Regions from separate parts of the Sus scrofa genome. Here region 2 is linked to region 1. Evidence: chromatin contacts called from public HiChIP or PLAC-seq data. All regions are on one chromosome and are shown on one strand. Each heading gives the region's core, a stretch centred on a gene start, on an enhancer-like site or on the middle of the called end of the contact. The rest is flanking DNA. Distances are from core to core; before and after follow the strand shown.

Region 1 (7,448 bases), core at 2,729-5,228:
CCTGTGCCTTCAGTAACAAGTCAGAGGGAAATGGGGGTGACTGCAGTAGCTATAGCTTCCAGGCACCCGTCATCCAATTTGCATCCGTCAGAGCTAGAGAGGAAGAGGCCATTAGGACCATTTCACAGAGGAAACTGACCCAAGGGGATAGGAGCGTGCAGAGGTCACAGAGTTGACATGTAGCCAAGCAGGGATTTGAACCAGAGAAATTCTGATAAACCACTCTTTGAAAAATAAGAAAAGCAGTGGAAGGGGGTGGGGAGGAGACAGGAAATAGGGAGGGCGCCTTGATTTATACAGTCTGCCAATTTCTGTGGTATAAACATTATCCTACAGTCACAGCTAATTTCAAGGTATCAGTTGTGTAACAAATGGTTGCAAAATCCCTGATTTTTTTTCTTTTTAATGGCCACACTTATGGCATATGGAAGTTTCCAGGCCAGGTGTTGAATTGGAGCCACAGCAACACAGGATCCAAGCCGCATCTGTGACCTACACCGCAGCTTGCGGCAATGCCAGATCCTTAACCCACTGAGCAAGGCCAGGGATTGAACCCAGATCCTCACAGACCCTAGTTGGGTTCTTAATTAGCTGAGCCACAGGGGAACTCCAAATTCCTGAATATTTCACAATCAGTAGCCCTGATTTCAACCCAGCCCTGGGCCTCTGTCTCTGAAGCCCCCGCTCTTTTCTCTATTATCATTTCCCTCACTTTGGTCCTTTGAATAACGACTTTTATAATTTCGCCACATCTATATTCCATCTGACTACCATTTATTAAATACTTTTCTCTAAGATGTCTCAGTTTTTAAAGACAGGTGACATTACTATCATTGAAAGTGAAATCACTTGCTATAAAATAGAAGTCAATGTTAAAATGAACACATAATTATTAAAATAAAAATATTATTTGCACTTCCTAAAATACCCTTTCCATGTGCTGGCCCAAGTAACCCAGAGGAGCCAGCAAATCTGATGTGAACTTACAAATACTCAGCCATATACGGAAATGTGTCTAGTACAGTCTTGTAGACTTTAGTAGTCTAATAGAGTCTTGATGTCTCTATAGGGCTCTTCACCTGCAGCATCTCCAGGACTTCAGGATCCACAAGGAACACACTGAGAGCAGCTTCTCCAGGACGATCTGTCCCATGGGAATTGGACTGGGTTTCTACAATCATTTCACCCACGGCCACAATTTAGGGATGGGGTGATAATCAGCAGCAACAGCAGGGGGAGCTCTCTTGGGCCAAGACCTTCAAGGGACAACCCCCAAGGGGAGAAACAGAAAAGAGAGGCTCGGATGGGGGTGAGGGAAGGGCAGCTTAAAAAGACAGTGCTAGTGGAGTTCCCGTCGTGGCGCAGTGGTTAACGAATCTGACTAGGAACCATGAGGTTGCGGGTTCGATCCCTGCCCTTGCTCAGTGGGTTAACGATCCGGCATTGCTGTGAGCTGTGGTGTAGGTCACAGACGAGGCTTGGATCCTGCGTTGCTGTGGCTCCGGCATAGGCTGGCAGCTACAGCTCCGATTAGACCCCTAGCCTGGGAACCTCTCTATACTGCAGGAGAAGCTCAAGAAATGGCAAAAAGACAAAAAAAAAAAAAAAAGGCAGTGCTAGTATCCACCAAAGGTGCATGCCTACCCTATGATGCAGCCATTCCATTCCACAGTCCAGACTCTTAGAGACGCCTACTCATATACACCAAAAGACACACAGTTTTAGTAACAGCTCTGTTCATAAAATCCCAAAACAGAAGTCAATACAGATTCCTATCAACAGGAAAATGGATACATCACTTGTGGAATACTATATAGTCAAGAAAAAGAGCAAACAACTACAATAAATGCAAAAAAAGGGAAAGAATTTCACAAACATAATGCTAGGAAAAAAACTAGGCATCAAAGAATCCATGTTGTGTGATTCTATTTCCATAAATTTCAAAACAGGCAAACTGATCTATGGTAACAGAAGCAGATTAGTAGGGTAGTAATGACTGAGAAGGCCAGGGAAGCTTTGGGGGTGCTGGCAATGTTCTCCATCTTGATCTAGATGGTGGTTACAAAGGGATTTTCATTTACTAGACATCTGTTGAGCTGTACATGTAAGTTTTTTGCATTTCAGTACAGGTAAGATATATTTCAAAATAAAATTTATTATATAAATAGAAGAAAACAACAAAACAAACCCAACATAGTGCTGGGTGAAGAACAAAAAACAATGATAGCTATAACCAATACTATTTCATAATTAAGAAGTACATATAAACAACACTGCATTTTTTTCGTCTTTTTGCCATTTTTTGGGCCACTCCCGTGGCATATGGAGGTTCCCAAGCTAGGGGTCTGATTAGAGCTGCAGCCACCGGCCCATGCCAGAGCCACAGCAATGCAAGATCCAAGCCTAGTCTGCAACCTACACCAGGGCTCACGACAACGCCAGATCATCAGCCCACTGAGCAAGGGCAGCGACCGAACCCGCAACCTCATGGTTCGTAGTCGGATTCGTTAACCACTGCGCCACGACGGGAACTCCAACACTGCATGTTTTTAAGCACATTAGAATGGTTGCTTGTGGGGTAGGGAATGGCAGTTCAGTGTAGCAATAAAAGGGCACACATAGATTATAAAATAAAGTCCTGTGCTTAGAGAACAGACTTGTGTTTGCAGATGGGGGTAGGTGGGAGGATGGACTAGGAGTTTGGAGTTAATAGATGCAAACTATCGCATTTAGAATGGATAAGCAATGAGGTCCTACTATATAGCACTGGGAACTATATCCAGTTTCTTAGGACAGAACATGGTGGAAGATAATACAAGAAAGGGAATGTATTTTTTTTTTTTTAAAGGCAAAAAAACCCCACTACTCCATTTTAGAACCAACTTTCTCCTTGACAAATTCAGAAAGGCCAAGAGAGCTTTAAAGGGACCTGCTCCCCCCACCCCTCGCACCCAGCTGACTTAACAGACTGGTTCTGTGGGTCTCTGCAACCATTTCTCATACCAGCAGGCATGGGCACCTCACATCCTGTAAGGACAAGGGAGTAAGGGGCATGAGCTTCTCAAGCAGGGGCAGGCCAGGGCATGCTAAGTGGGAGGAGAACATTAAGAAGACCACCACTAGGGAAGAGCTCTACCACAGGGGCTCTAAGTGACCCAGGGCTGTTTGGAAAGGGAATTCCAGGGTTCCAGATGCCTGAGCAAGTACCTCAGATGTTCTTAAAGATCCAGGTCTAGAGAGACCCCCATACTCTTATTTGCACAGAACCCCCCCCCCAACCCGCCCTGGGCCCAATGATGATAAATAAGACTTTGAGTTGACTGGTTGAAATGTGGAATCCCATATTTAATTTAGAAATTAATTTTTAGTTTTAGCTTTTTTTCTTTTGTGTTCTTGTCTCATACTTTTCCATAGGCCCTTGGAAAAGGCCCCTGGTTCCAAACTCTGTGCGCATCTCGCCCGACGCATGAACATGGCTGGTCGTGGGGCTATTAGGTGCCGGGTCTGTTAGGGCCCTCGTGCGGGCGGGCGGGAGCGGACACGGGCTTGCACGCATGCGCAAGGGGGCGGGCCTGCGCCCAAGGCCTGCGCCTTGCCACTCGGCTGACAGGGGGCGGGACGGCGGCGAGTGCGCGCCTGAGGCGGCAGCCGGGCGAACAGGACTTTGTGCTACGAAGACCCTTTTTCAGGCGCGTCTTCCACTCCCGTCGCTTCCCCGAGTGGCGCCCCAACTCAGCGGGACCGGCCCTGTGGAATGGAGGGACCCCGGAGGAGACGACTGCGCGCGGCCTGACCCGCCGTCCTCGCTGAGGAGCCCATGGGCGCGTTCCCGCGGGCGGGTGGCGGACGTGAGGGCAGCGAGCAGCGGCGCCGCGGCACCGAGGAGAGCCGTGCTCGTGCCCGGCCCTGCGCCGGCCGCGCGCGCGCGCTCCCGCCGCAGCGCCGGCCGCGCCCGCCCCGCCTCTCGGCGCCGGCCCGGGAGCCCGGTCCGCGAGCAGCGGCGGCGGCGGGAGGGACGATGAGCGGTGCGGCGCGGGCGGGCCCGGCCCGGCTCGCCGCGCTCGCGCTGCTGACCTGCAGCCTGTGGCCGGCGCGGGCTGATAACGCGAGCCAGGAATACTACACGGCGCTCATCAATGTGACCGTGCAGGAGCCCGGCCGCGGCTCCCCGCTCACGTTCCGCATCGACCGCGGGCGCTACGGGCTCGACTCGCCTAAGGCCGAGGTCCGCGGTCAGGTGCTGGCACCGCTGCCCATCCATGGAGGTGAGTGCCTGGCAGGGGAGAGAGAAGCCGTGGCGCAGCGGCCGGCGATGGTCCCCCGCCCCCGGGAGCCGCAGCCTGGGAGCGGGGGCGGCGGGCGCGGTGCCCCTACCCCCGGCCTCGATCGTCGCGCCGCTCGGCGCGGCTGCCCCCCGGTCGAGGTTCCAGTCGTGTGCACTCCGGCCTGCTCGGTGCTGGGATTAGGCTCCCAGGCGCGTTTTGGGGATCTTCTTTTCTTTTTAGAAAGACTTAGAACGTTCCTTTTGGTTTTAGGTGGCTTGTTTACAGGAAGGCATTGAACTGCGAGTTTGCAGGGACAGCTCAGACAAAGGCGGCGGTGGAAGAGCGCAAAACTAGTTCATGATGGATGAGGTCTTAACCTGTATTTCAGAATCCGTAGGTTCGTTCCCGAAATCAAACACCGCATTGAATCTCGAAGGACCAGGCCCTTTTCTAACGTAAAAACGTGCTGTTTTTCTTAAGTGGCAAGTGGAAGGAGGGGTGGAGGAGGAAAATAGGCATCTTCCCTGTTGCTTTTGGCTCTTATTCTGCCCCAGGAGCTTTACTGTAATTTGACGCCTGAAAAAAATCTCACGTTGTGAAGAATCCGATACCAACTGGAACCTGTAGCCAAGTCTTCAGGTCACGGGAGTCTACCAAAGGGGAAAAATAGGTAAAATTTTCAAGAGCTGTCTTTGAAGCCATTTGCTTTACACTCATGTCTACCTATAAACACAGGCTCTGTTTAATTATTTCGTATAGTAGATGTATCTGTATAAATTTCTGGTCATGTTTTAAAGGAGACGTTCCCCACACTGTAGAGCATGATTTTGTTTTTTAGCCCACTGTGAACTTTGTGGAAAATGTCTGCTGTCTTCTCCACCCTACTCTCACCCTGAGAATGCTGAGAGGGGATTTTTTTTTTTTTTTTAAGCTGCTATTGAAGTTAAGATGATCTAAACTAGACACCCTAAATAAGGTAATGGTGTTTGTTTTTATACTCTAAACTGTTAAAACATCATGCCCCCTCTGAGATTTGTATTTGAATGCTCAAGTGCTAAGCTGTTGTCTTTGAGGCAGTCTAGCTGAGGAAGAAGAAAAGGATCAGGTGAGGCTTTCCCTTAGCCTGTTCCCAGTTTATATTCGCATTTTAAAAGTTCATTTTTATAACAATAATCAGGGGCTTAGGGTGCATTTCTTCACTTTGTTAAATACTGCAGTTAGGGTCCCAGCTTGCCCACAGAAACAACTTTGGCCTTTGGTTCATTCAGTAAATATTTGCTTGCCTCTGCTGTGCCAGTCACTGTGGTTGGGACACATAGCATTGCCAAATTATGGCACTGACAATGGTAGTCTATTTTCTGGTGCGGAGATCTGTGAGGATCACGTGGAAAGGGAGGAAGAGGAAGAGAGAGAGGCGAGCTGTTCTGGAGCAAGAGCCAGCCCGGTGCAGTATTTTGAAATCTGTGGTTTGTTTTTGGGGCTTAGTTCCCCCAGGCACCCCAAATTTATGACCCTCGTTTTAGGTACTTGCCTTCAAAGTGTTCCATGTTCTGAAACCACTTGTTGCTCTCCTGACACTCCAAACCAAAGCTCCATCCTTAAGAAAACTTGTTTTCGATGTTTGGATAGAAGGGTATTGGGAACTAAAGTGCGCTGACGTGTGGATAAAAGTTAGTCCTATTCCCTTTTCAGTGGGGAGGTGGCATTAAAGGATTAAAGGTTCTGAGTCTTGAAGAAAAGTAATTCGACTTTTTAGCCTGTTTCATCTGCAAAATGGAATGATGAAATATTTACTCTGTAAGGTTGTCAAAAGGCTTAAACGGTTCCTGCATTCTTAAAAGAGGAGACTTGTTAACCTAAGTGAATCTCTAAATTGGTGGGATTTTAGCCACTGCATCAATGTGAACACTTTGGGGCAGTGTGTGGAGACTGAGTCTGCGGTCTCCCTTGAGTGTCTCCTCTTCCTCTGCTCAGTTCTCTAGGGGCTCATTTTGTATCTGCACAACATGAGGTTGCTTCAGGTTTTCTCATGTGCTGGTGGTGGGATCCTGCAGGTGGTTTGAATCTAGCTTTATACTGAAGGGTCCAGCAAATACTATTTGAAAATCTCCTGCGTACCAGCCTCCATCCAAGGCACTGGGGAAGAGGGAGCGGTCACAGCAGTGAACAAAACAGATAAAAATCTCTCCTCTTCCTGAAGCTCACAGTCTAGGCTGTGGGGAGTTTATAAGTTAATTTACCTGTAAATTTTCAGAACCTGTGGATTAACATGAAATACAAGATGTTTTTGTCCTTTTGCAGCAGGAATTTAGGAATGTTTTTTTAAAAACAAGAATGGTAGTAGAAATCTGTTAAAATTTTTCATGTTTAAGAAAATGGCTTGTGTCAATTATACCTCAGTTTAAAAAAAGAAAATAGCTTAAACTTTGAATAATATTTGGGTATTTCACATCGTATTCTTTATTGAGTTTCAGATTTCATATTTTTAGAAAAATAATGAGTTCTTTCTGACCCTTACACAGATAATTTTAAATTGAAGAGAATTCTTGACATACGTATTGAGGACTTACTGATGGCAACACTACACAAAGTGATGTTCAAATTACAAAAAAAAAAAAAAAAAAAAAATAGAATTCCTGGCAAAAAAACAGCTGTGGTCAATAGATGGGAAATTAATGAAAATTCATTTTGAGGACCAGTGTTTGGTAGAAGACAGTAAAAACCATTCTTGTTATTTTGCACTGTTAACTATCAATTAGGCATGTTAACTATCAATTACTGAGCAAGATTTATTTGTCCTATATCTTTAAAGGGCAAGTTGGCAATTTTTTCCTTAGATGGTACTTTAAAAGTACATTTTGGAAAGTGTTAGACTTTATAAAATATTTCATAAACAAGTGTTGTACTTTGGAAACATATTCTTTGTCAGTAAATAGAATGCATTTGTAAATGGAGATTTGTTTGGTGGCAACAAATTTCATATTTTAACTGATACTTCATTTTTAGAAATGGACTTTTGAAGGAACATGTGTTTATGCACAGATCGTGGTTGCCCACGGTCAGTTTCTTATTAATAACTTACTCAAAGGACGAGCTTAGATCTAGAACCAAAGGTAGACCAGCCTTTACTGTGAAGCAGACATTGTAAATGTGCTTTATGTGTGTGCACACTAACTTTTTGTT
Region 2 (7,448 bases), core at 1,751-4,250, 170 kb after region 1:
TCCCTTTCCCTAACAGCTAGACCTTGGCCTCTGTGTCCCTGGGAAAAGATGCCTTAATAGATATGCAGAGAAAAATGAAAGAAATTATGGATGGTTTAGGAACTTCCAGGAGGAATTTCTGTTTATGATTAATTGTTGTCATGATTATCGCTCTTAGTTGTATGAGTCCGGGTTTAATCATCTCCACAGGCTCCCACAGGCTCATGGGGGAGGGTCTTTCTGAGGAATTGCTTGTTAGGATAGTGAGCTGCTGGTAAATGTAAAGAAGCAAACAAGTCAACCTTAACCATACAGGCTGGACTCATGTGCGACAGAGCAGTGAGCAGGTGCATGGGCTGGAGGAGACGACAGGGACTAGCTTGGCCTGGCCAGGTTGGGGTCAAGGCTGAGTCTTCCGCTAGTGGGAGAGCTGTAGCCAAGAAGGAAAGAATGGGGTGCCCAGCAAAACATGTCTGTGGTCCACAGCCCTGCTGGGCTCGTGTCTTCACTAAGGCTCCCTCTGTGCTGAGCGTATGGGCCTTTCCATGGTCTGGGAATCAGCTGGGCCTTCTAGGTGCTTGCAGCCTACAGACTGCCCCACCCCAGGGCACTAAGAAGGAAGCAGAGCCTTCACTCCTTTTCTTATTCTTGCATTAATTCATTCAAGAAGGAGTTCTTGGAGTTCCCTGGTAGCCTAGTGGTTAAGGACCCATAGCTTGAGTCAGTGCTGTGGCACAGGTTCAATCCCTGGCCGGGAACTTCCACATGCTGCAGGCACAGCCAAAAAAAAGAAAGAAAGAGTTAAATGCAAACCTCATGCCAGGCACATGAAAAGCCCCCAAAAATGGGGCGTCAGGGGGCGGAGAAGATAGGCCAGGCAGGGACTTTGCTCATCCCCTCACTCCTCCTTCTGGAGCCCCTTTTCCCAATTCCTTGACAAAGGCAGAGAAAACTGCTGCCTCACTCTTTGGGAGTGGCATTGGGCTGCCTCTCTGGGGTTTCCATTTCCATGGGTTTTCAGTGCCTTTGGGGGCCCCTCCCCAAGGAGGACTGGGACCCCCTTCTAGCTGGGGGGGACACTGGGGGCCAGCCTGAATCCAAAAAGGCCAGACAGGGGATCCTGGAGGAGACAGGATCCCGGCTGGGATGTGTACTGGGTTGAGGAGGAGGAGCATTGCAGGCAAAGGCCCAGTGGGGCACTTGGCTTGAGAGAGAGGGACGGGAGTCTCTGGTCTGCCCAGTAAAAACCAGCCAGCCAGCTGCCTAGAGCTGCGGGAAGCTCCAGCTGCTCTCCCTGGATGCGTGGCTTCTCAGGGGAGCTGCAGTCCCTTATGCCAAGTCTGACCGCGTTTGGCTAATCGCCTTTATGTGGAAGACTTTATCAAGTCCTTTTATCGAAGAAAAATAAGTAAGCAAACCTGCAGGTGTGTAGACTTCTATCTGGGAGGACCCAGAGGAAACTAGCGGTCGCTCTCACTCTTGGTATTAGAGGAAAGTTGAGGCTTTATTTTCCTCGTGATTTTGTAAGTCTATCTGAATTTTTGTTGTGTTTTTGTTTTTATTGGGACCATTTATGACTTTTGCTATAAAATTTAAGGAAAGAGTAAGCAGCTCTAAGACTGTAGTCCCTTGGGTATATAGCAAATTAGGTCATACATTTTAATCTCTCCTTGAGTTTTTTGTTTTGTTTTGTTTTTTGTTTTCTTCTTAGGGCCACACCCATGGTATATGGAAGTTCCCAGGCTAGAGGTTGTATCGGAGCTGCAGCTTCCGGCCTACACCACAGCCACAGCAACCCCAGATTCGAGCTGTATCTGCGACCTACACCATAGCTCACAGCCATGCTGTATCCTTAGCCCACTGAGCGAGGCCAGGGATCGAACCTGTGTCCTCATGGATACTAGTCAGGTTCATTACTGCTGAGCCACAATGGGAACTCCCTGAGTTTATGTTTAAGGCCTGATAATTTTATGATTTTCCTTTTCTTCCCCCCACCAAACCTCCCCTAGGTTCTTCCCGCAAAGAAATCACAAAACACTGGGAATGGCTGGAAAACAACTTACTTCAGACTCTGTCCATCTTTGACAATGAGGAGGATATTACCACGTTCGTCAAGGGCAAGATACATGTAAGATTCACTTTCCACTCCTGGTTCTTACTCTCTTCTCTGGGCTAGCAGTATTCTCCTAGGTTATCTTCAACGACATTCAGGCAGCATGGTGTAGGTCTTTTAAACAGAGATGGAAACGAAGTGGATCCAGTTCCCTTGATGTTGAAAGGGGTACTTGAACTTGTGTGCAGGCCCCATGTTCTGGCCAGCCCCTGGTGTCTGACTAAGCTTAGCTGGGGGTTTCCATTCCCTGCAAAGGGCCTTAGAGCAAATATGCAGATACACAACTCTGATGGCCAGTTCCTTGGCCAAACGAGGAAGAAGTTGGAAATGATAGAATAGTTTGAAGTGTGTTTTTGTTATAAAACTCACATTACTTCAAAATGCACAGACACTTTGACCCAGCAAGTCCATTTTTGAAATTTACCCTACAGTGTATTCATATGTGCAGAAGGATGTGTGTCTCAGGATGTTCTCTGCAACACTGTCAGCAAAAAAAAAAAAAAAACTGGAAACATTTCCTCCCAGTCCCATGGTAAGAGGGGAAGTAGCTGTTCTTGCCTCTGCAAAATGAGAGTGCTAATACTGCTAGCATAGCATTCGTTGAGTACTTTCTATGTGAACACTGTGCTGAGCATTCTCTATTCTGAGGCCTTAGTCAGTCATGTGTGGTATTCTTAGTGGAAAATTTTACAGCTTTCAAAATAATTTTGAAGATTTTAGCAATATGTAAAAGTTTTTATCACGATGATATTTAGGTTGCTTCCTCCTTAGGGAATAGTTAACATTATAATCTGAGTGTATGTGTGTCTTTTTCTTTCTGTTAGATTATAGCCTTAGGGTAGATTCTTCAGAGGACTCTTACTGAGCCAAAGGTTGATGATGCAGACTTACTTTGGGCAACATCCCCTGTGACTCTATTACGCCAGAACCTCCTAGCCCTGGGCGGGTAGCCTAAGAGTTCCTCAGCAGTTCTCCATGCACTTGGGGTTCAGGGAGGGCCGATTTCTAGCTCCAGGAAAACAGGCAAAGGGAGCAGAGGGAAGCCTTCACTCTCCTAATGAGCTAGCTAGGCAATAGTAATAATAACAGCAACTTATTAAATGTTTCTCTTATGGTAGGCCCCAACAAACTAATCAACAAATCAGAACAAAGTTCTAGATGGGGCAAAGCAAAAATGGAAATTATAAGTACTGGAGGAGCTCCTGTCGTGGCTTAGCGGTTAGTGCACCTGACTAGGATCCATGAGGATGTGGGTTTGATCCCTGGCCTCCCTCAGTGGGTTAAGGATCCAGCATTGCCATGAGCTGTGGTATAGGTCGCAGACGTGGCTTGGATCCCACGTTCCTGTGGCTGTGGCATAGGCCAGCCACTACAGTTCCAATTGGACCCTTAGCCTGGGAACCTCCATATGTCGCGGGTGTAGCCCTAAAAAGACAAAAAGCCCCCCAAAAAGGAAGATACTAAGAACTGAACAATTCTGGAAATACTACTTTACATCAGAATTTGTGTGATGCAGCAAAAGCAGCACAGAGAAGGAAATTTAAAGCCTTAAATCTTATTTTTATAATATGACAAAAAGAAGAAAGGGTGAGAATTAATGAGTCAGATGTCCAACTCAGTAAGTTAGAAGAACACCAGAGAAGCTGGGGAATTAGAAAGAAGGAATGCAGTTATCACAGAAAGATAACTACTCACTGAAGGTGCAGATGATGGTAGGTATTTCTTAGCAATAAAGTATTTTTTAATTAAGATGGGTACCTTATTTTTTTAAGATGTAATGCTGTGACATATTTAATAAGCCACAGGACAGTGTAAACATAACTTTTGTATGCCCTGGGGAACCAAAAAATTCATGTGACTCACTTTAATTTGATACTGACTTTATTGCCGTGGTTCAGAACTGAACCCACAGTATCTCCAGGGTATGTCTGTAACAAAAGGCAGAAGTTAATTCCATAGAAAATGAAGGAATGACACGGAGGAGCAACAGATCCAAAAGCAGCTCTCAAATGTAAATAAACCTGTGGCAAAAGTGATCCAGGACAAAAGAGAGAAACCTCAAATGAGCAATGCTGGAAATGAAACATGAGAGCGCTTTTAACAAAGCAGGGTTAAAAAAGAGAGAGAGAGAATGCCATAAGCAGCTTTAAATCCATAAATTTAAGACTTGAGACAAGATAGCCACTTTTTTAAAATAATGTTTTAAGCAGAGCTTCCTTGCCTGCCCACTTGCATCTCTCACAAGCGTCCCATCTTAATAAATCTATTTCTTGCCTAAAAACAAATAAAATAATGTGATTTAGTGTCCAGTTTCTACTATAACAGATTGCCATAAACTTAGTGGTTTAAAACAACACAGACTCCTTATCTGAGTTCTGGAGGTTAGAAGTCAGAAATGGATCTCACAGGCTAAAATCAAGGTGTTGGCAGGGCAGTGTTCCTTCTGTAGGCTCTGAGGGGAGAATCCATTTCCTTGACTTTTGCAGCTTTTAGGAACCTTGTATTCCATGGTTCTTGGCCCCTTCCTCTTTTTTTAAATTAAAGCACAAAATTTTTTGTTGTTTTTTTTAATGGCCACACCCTCAGCATATGGAAGTTCCCAGGCCAGGGACTGAATTGGAGCCACAGCTGCCACCCATACTGTAGCTGCAGCAACACCGGCTCCTTTAACCCACTGCGCCAGGCTAGGAATCAAACCCACACCTCAGCAGTGACCCAAGCCGCTCCAGTCAGTTTCTTAACCCACTGTGCCACAGTGGGAACTCCTCCTTCCTTCCTCTTTAATACCAGCAGCATGGCATCTTCAGTCAGTCAATTAGTCTCCTCCCTTCTGGGTGTTATGATTTCAGCATCTTTGGGAGACTATTATTCGGTCTACTACATAACTTGAATTGAGACTGAGAAAGAAATAGGAAACCTGAACAGGCCTGAAACTATTGTAAAAATTGAATCAGTAATTTCAGATCTGTCCTTTGATTTTTTTTTTTTTTTTTTTTTGTCTTTTTGCTATTTCTTTGGGCTGCTCCCGCGGCATATGGAGGTTCCCAGGCTAGGGGTCGAATCAGGGCTGTAGCCACCGGCCTACGCCAGAGCCACAGCAACGCGGGATCCGAGCCATGTCTGCAACCTACACCACAGCTCACGGCAACGCTGGATCATTAACCCACTGAGCAAGGGCAGGGACTGAACCCACAACCTCATGGTTCCTAGTCGGATTCATTAACCACTGCGCCACTACGGGAGCTCCTGCCCTTTGATTTTTACAGTTCGCTTCTATCAGCCAACAAACAAAATCCCAATCCTGTGAGGCAGACCGTTCATTTCCATTGGTGGGGACCATTACTCCTGAGTAGAGTCCAATGGAGAAAGCAGAGGGACATTCAAAGCAGAGGTCACGGGTCTCCCAGGTGTAGCCGAGGGGAATGAGGTGCTGCCAGCTGAGACCCAGGAAGGTGGCCTGAAGGGACAGGGCACCAGTGATGGTCCACAGGCTCTCTGGGGCCCCCCTTGTGCTTTCCGCTGGTGGGTCCAGTTGAGGACAGCAGAAGACGGAGGCAGGGCCTTAATAATGAGGAGGGTGCTTTGTCAGAACATCGTTCCCAGGCATAGAGCTAATTCCTGCAGTGGTTTCCTGGGGAGACACCACAGGCAGCTTGAGAGAGAGGAGATGTCAGAGTTGCAACATAGTCGTGCTGGCTGTACTGAGATGGGGGGACACCTCACCTCTGGGTCCTCGCCTCAAATCCTGGCTCTTCTGCCTGCCCATGGATGGAGGAGCTCGAGGCTGCCAGGAGGCTCAACAGAAACAGCCGCCAGGGCCACACCCCTTGCCTTGAGTTCCCTTAGTTTATCAAGTGATCATCCTCCTGGAAAACGTGCATGTACATATTGAGCTGAGTGCGTTGAGAACTTGTTTTACCCCAGGAGGTCTGGGGCTGGCTGTTGGCCCAGGTACATGTCTCTGGGTACCCTGAGCCCAGTGAAGATGCTAGCAGGACCCAGCATAGAGACACTCTGAGCCGGCTGGGTCCTGAAGCTGCTCTGTGAGCTCCAGCAAGAGGCAAGGAGCCCCTGGTGGTATGGGGGGTGGGGCAGGGTCAAATACAGATTGTCCCCCAGGACCGTGAAGCAATGCACTTCACAGAGCAGTGCCACAGCGAGGCTGCATTCGGGTAAAGAAAGAGCAGACAGTGTGTATTTGCCTAGAGGTGCACCAGTGCCTACATGTCTGGGAGGAAGGCAGCTAAGTGGCTACAACAGGGGGGAAAATGAATGGAGCCTCCTTTCTCACTGAACATACTTGTCTACTATTTGTGTGTGTGTGTTTACCGTATTGATATATTTTTCAGATATTTACATTAAAATAACTAAAATGTTAATTTAAAAATCCTTGCTCTGAGTGATAATAGCTCAGAGAGGTAGGGGAACTTGCCCAGCATGTGTCTGACCCTGTGTGTGCCTTGACCATGGACCTCAACCATGGGCCTTGACTGCGTGCCTCGAACGTGTACCACCCAGAGTAGCTGACAGGACCTACCTGCCTGTGGCCCTTGGGCCAACATCCAAGAGTCCCACCGCCTGAGTTCCCTGGGGCCGTGGGAACCCATGGGCCTGCCAGGAACCAGTCCCCCTGTCCTATAGGGCATCATCGCAGAAGAGAACAAGAACCTGCAGCCCCAGGGAGACGAGGACCCTGGGAAGTTCAAGGAGGCCGAGCTGAAGATGCGGAAGCAGTTTGGGATGCCCGAGGGGGAGAAGCTGGTCAACTACTACTCCTGCAGCTACTGGAAGGGCCATGTGCCCCGGCAGGGCTGGCTCTACCTGACTGTCAACCACCTGTGCTTCTACTCCTTCCTGCTGGGCAAGGAGGGTGAGTGTAGGTGACAGGAGCATCCCCTGCACTCCCCCAGCTGGTTCCATCATCCTCAGCTCCTCTGCTGTCACCTCCCTCCTGACCTGACCTCACCTCCAGAAGCTGTCCCACCTCCCCAGACCACCAGAGTTCCCGAGGCTCCCGGCCCCTGGATAATCTGTCCCCCTCCCCGTCTGGAGGGCCTCCCCACAACCCAGTGGCCTATTACCAGATCGCCCAGACTTGAACCAGGCATCACGTGGCTCTTGGGAGCTCCTGTCCCTTTTGCATCAGCCAGCACGGTTCTTCACAGAGTGACTCTGCCCAGAGCAGCCCCTCCTTCAAGTCAGGTATGCGAGGGCGCACGTCATCGCTGCAGGTTACACGGTGCCTTGGATGTGGAGGGCACAGGCCTCCCCACTGGAAGCCCTGGCCTCAGGATGCCAGGCAGATGCCCAGCCAGCCCCCTCTGCTGCTGTGTCACCCCAGAAAGAGCCCCCAGGG

Evidence for each region. HiChIP or PLAC-seq counts read pairs in DNA pulled down with a chosen protein or histone mark.
Region 2: a contact with region 1 is called in an H3K27ac HiChIP or PLAC-seq map of alveolar macrophages. The contact joins the enhancer-like site here to the promoter of RNF130 in region 1. A contact is called at or near these places in 2 of 5 promoter capture datasets (fetal liver and liver), 12 of 47 Hi-C or Micro-C datasets (alveolar macrophages, embryonic fibroblasts, fetal heart ventricle and 5 more) and 2 of 2 datasets of contacts at active chromatin or transcription factors (alveolar macrophages and skeletal muscle).

The regions. Positions count from the first base shown.
Region 1 is chr2:78,512,115-78,519,562 of Sscrofa11.1, forward strand. RNF130 (E3 ubiquitin-protein ligase RNF130) reads left to right here and starts at 3,979. Exons shown (of 9, transcript XM_021084320.1): 1 at 3,979-4,265. The coding sequence starts at 4,019.
Region 2 is chr2:78,683,586-78,691,033 of Sscrofa11.1, forward strand. It overlaps TBC1D9B (TBC1 domain family member 9B), which reads left to right. Exons shown (of 22, transcript XM_003123648.4): 3 at 1,989-2,107; 4 at 6,734-6,962. Among named protein-coding and RNA genes, the nearest start is that of TBC1D9B, 11 kb to the left of the region's middle. Within about 2 kb of position 3,001, at least 4 of the 83 cell types and tissues checked have an H3K27ac peak or open chromatin away from gene starts, as enhancers often do. A contact at or near this core is called in alveolar macrophages, where this site is marked.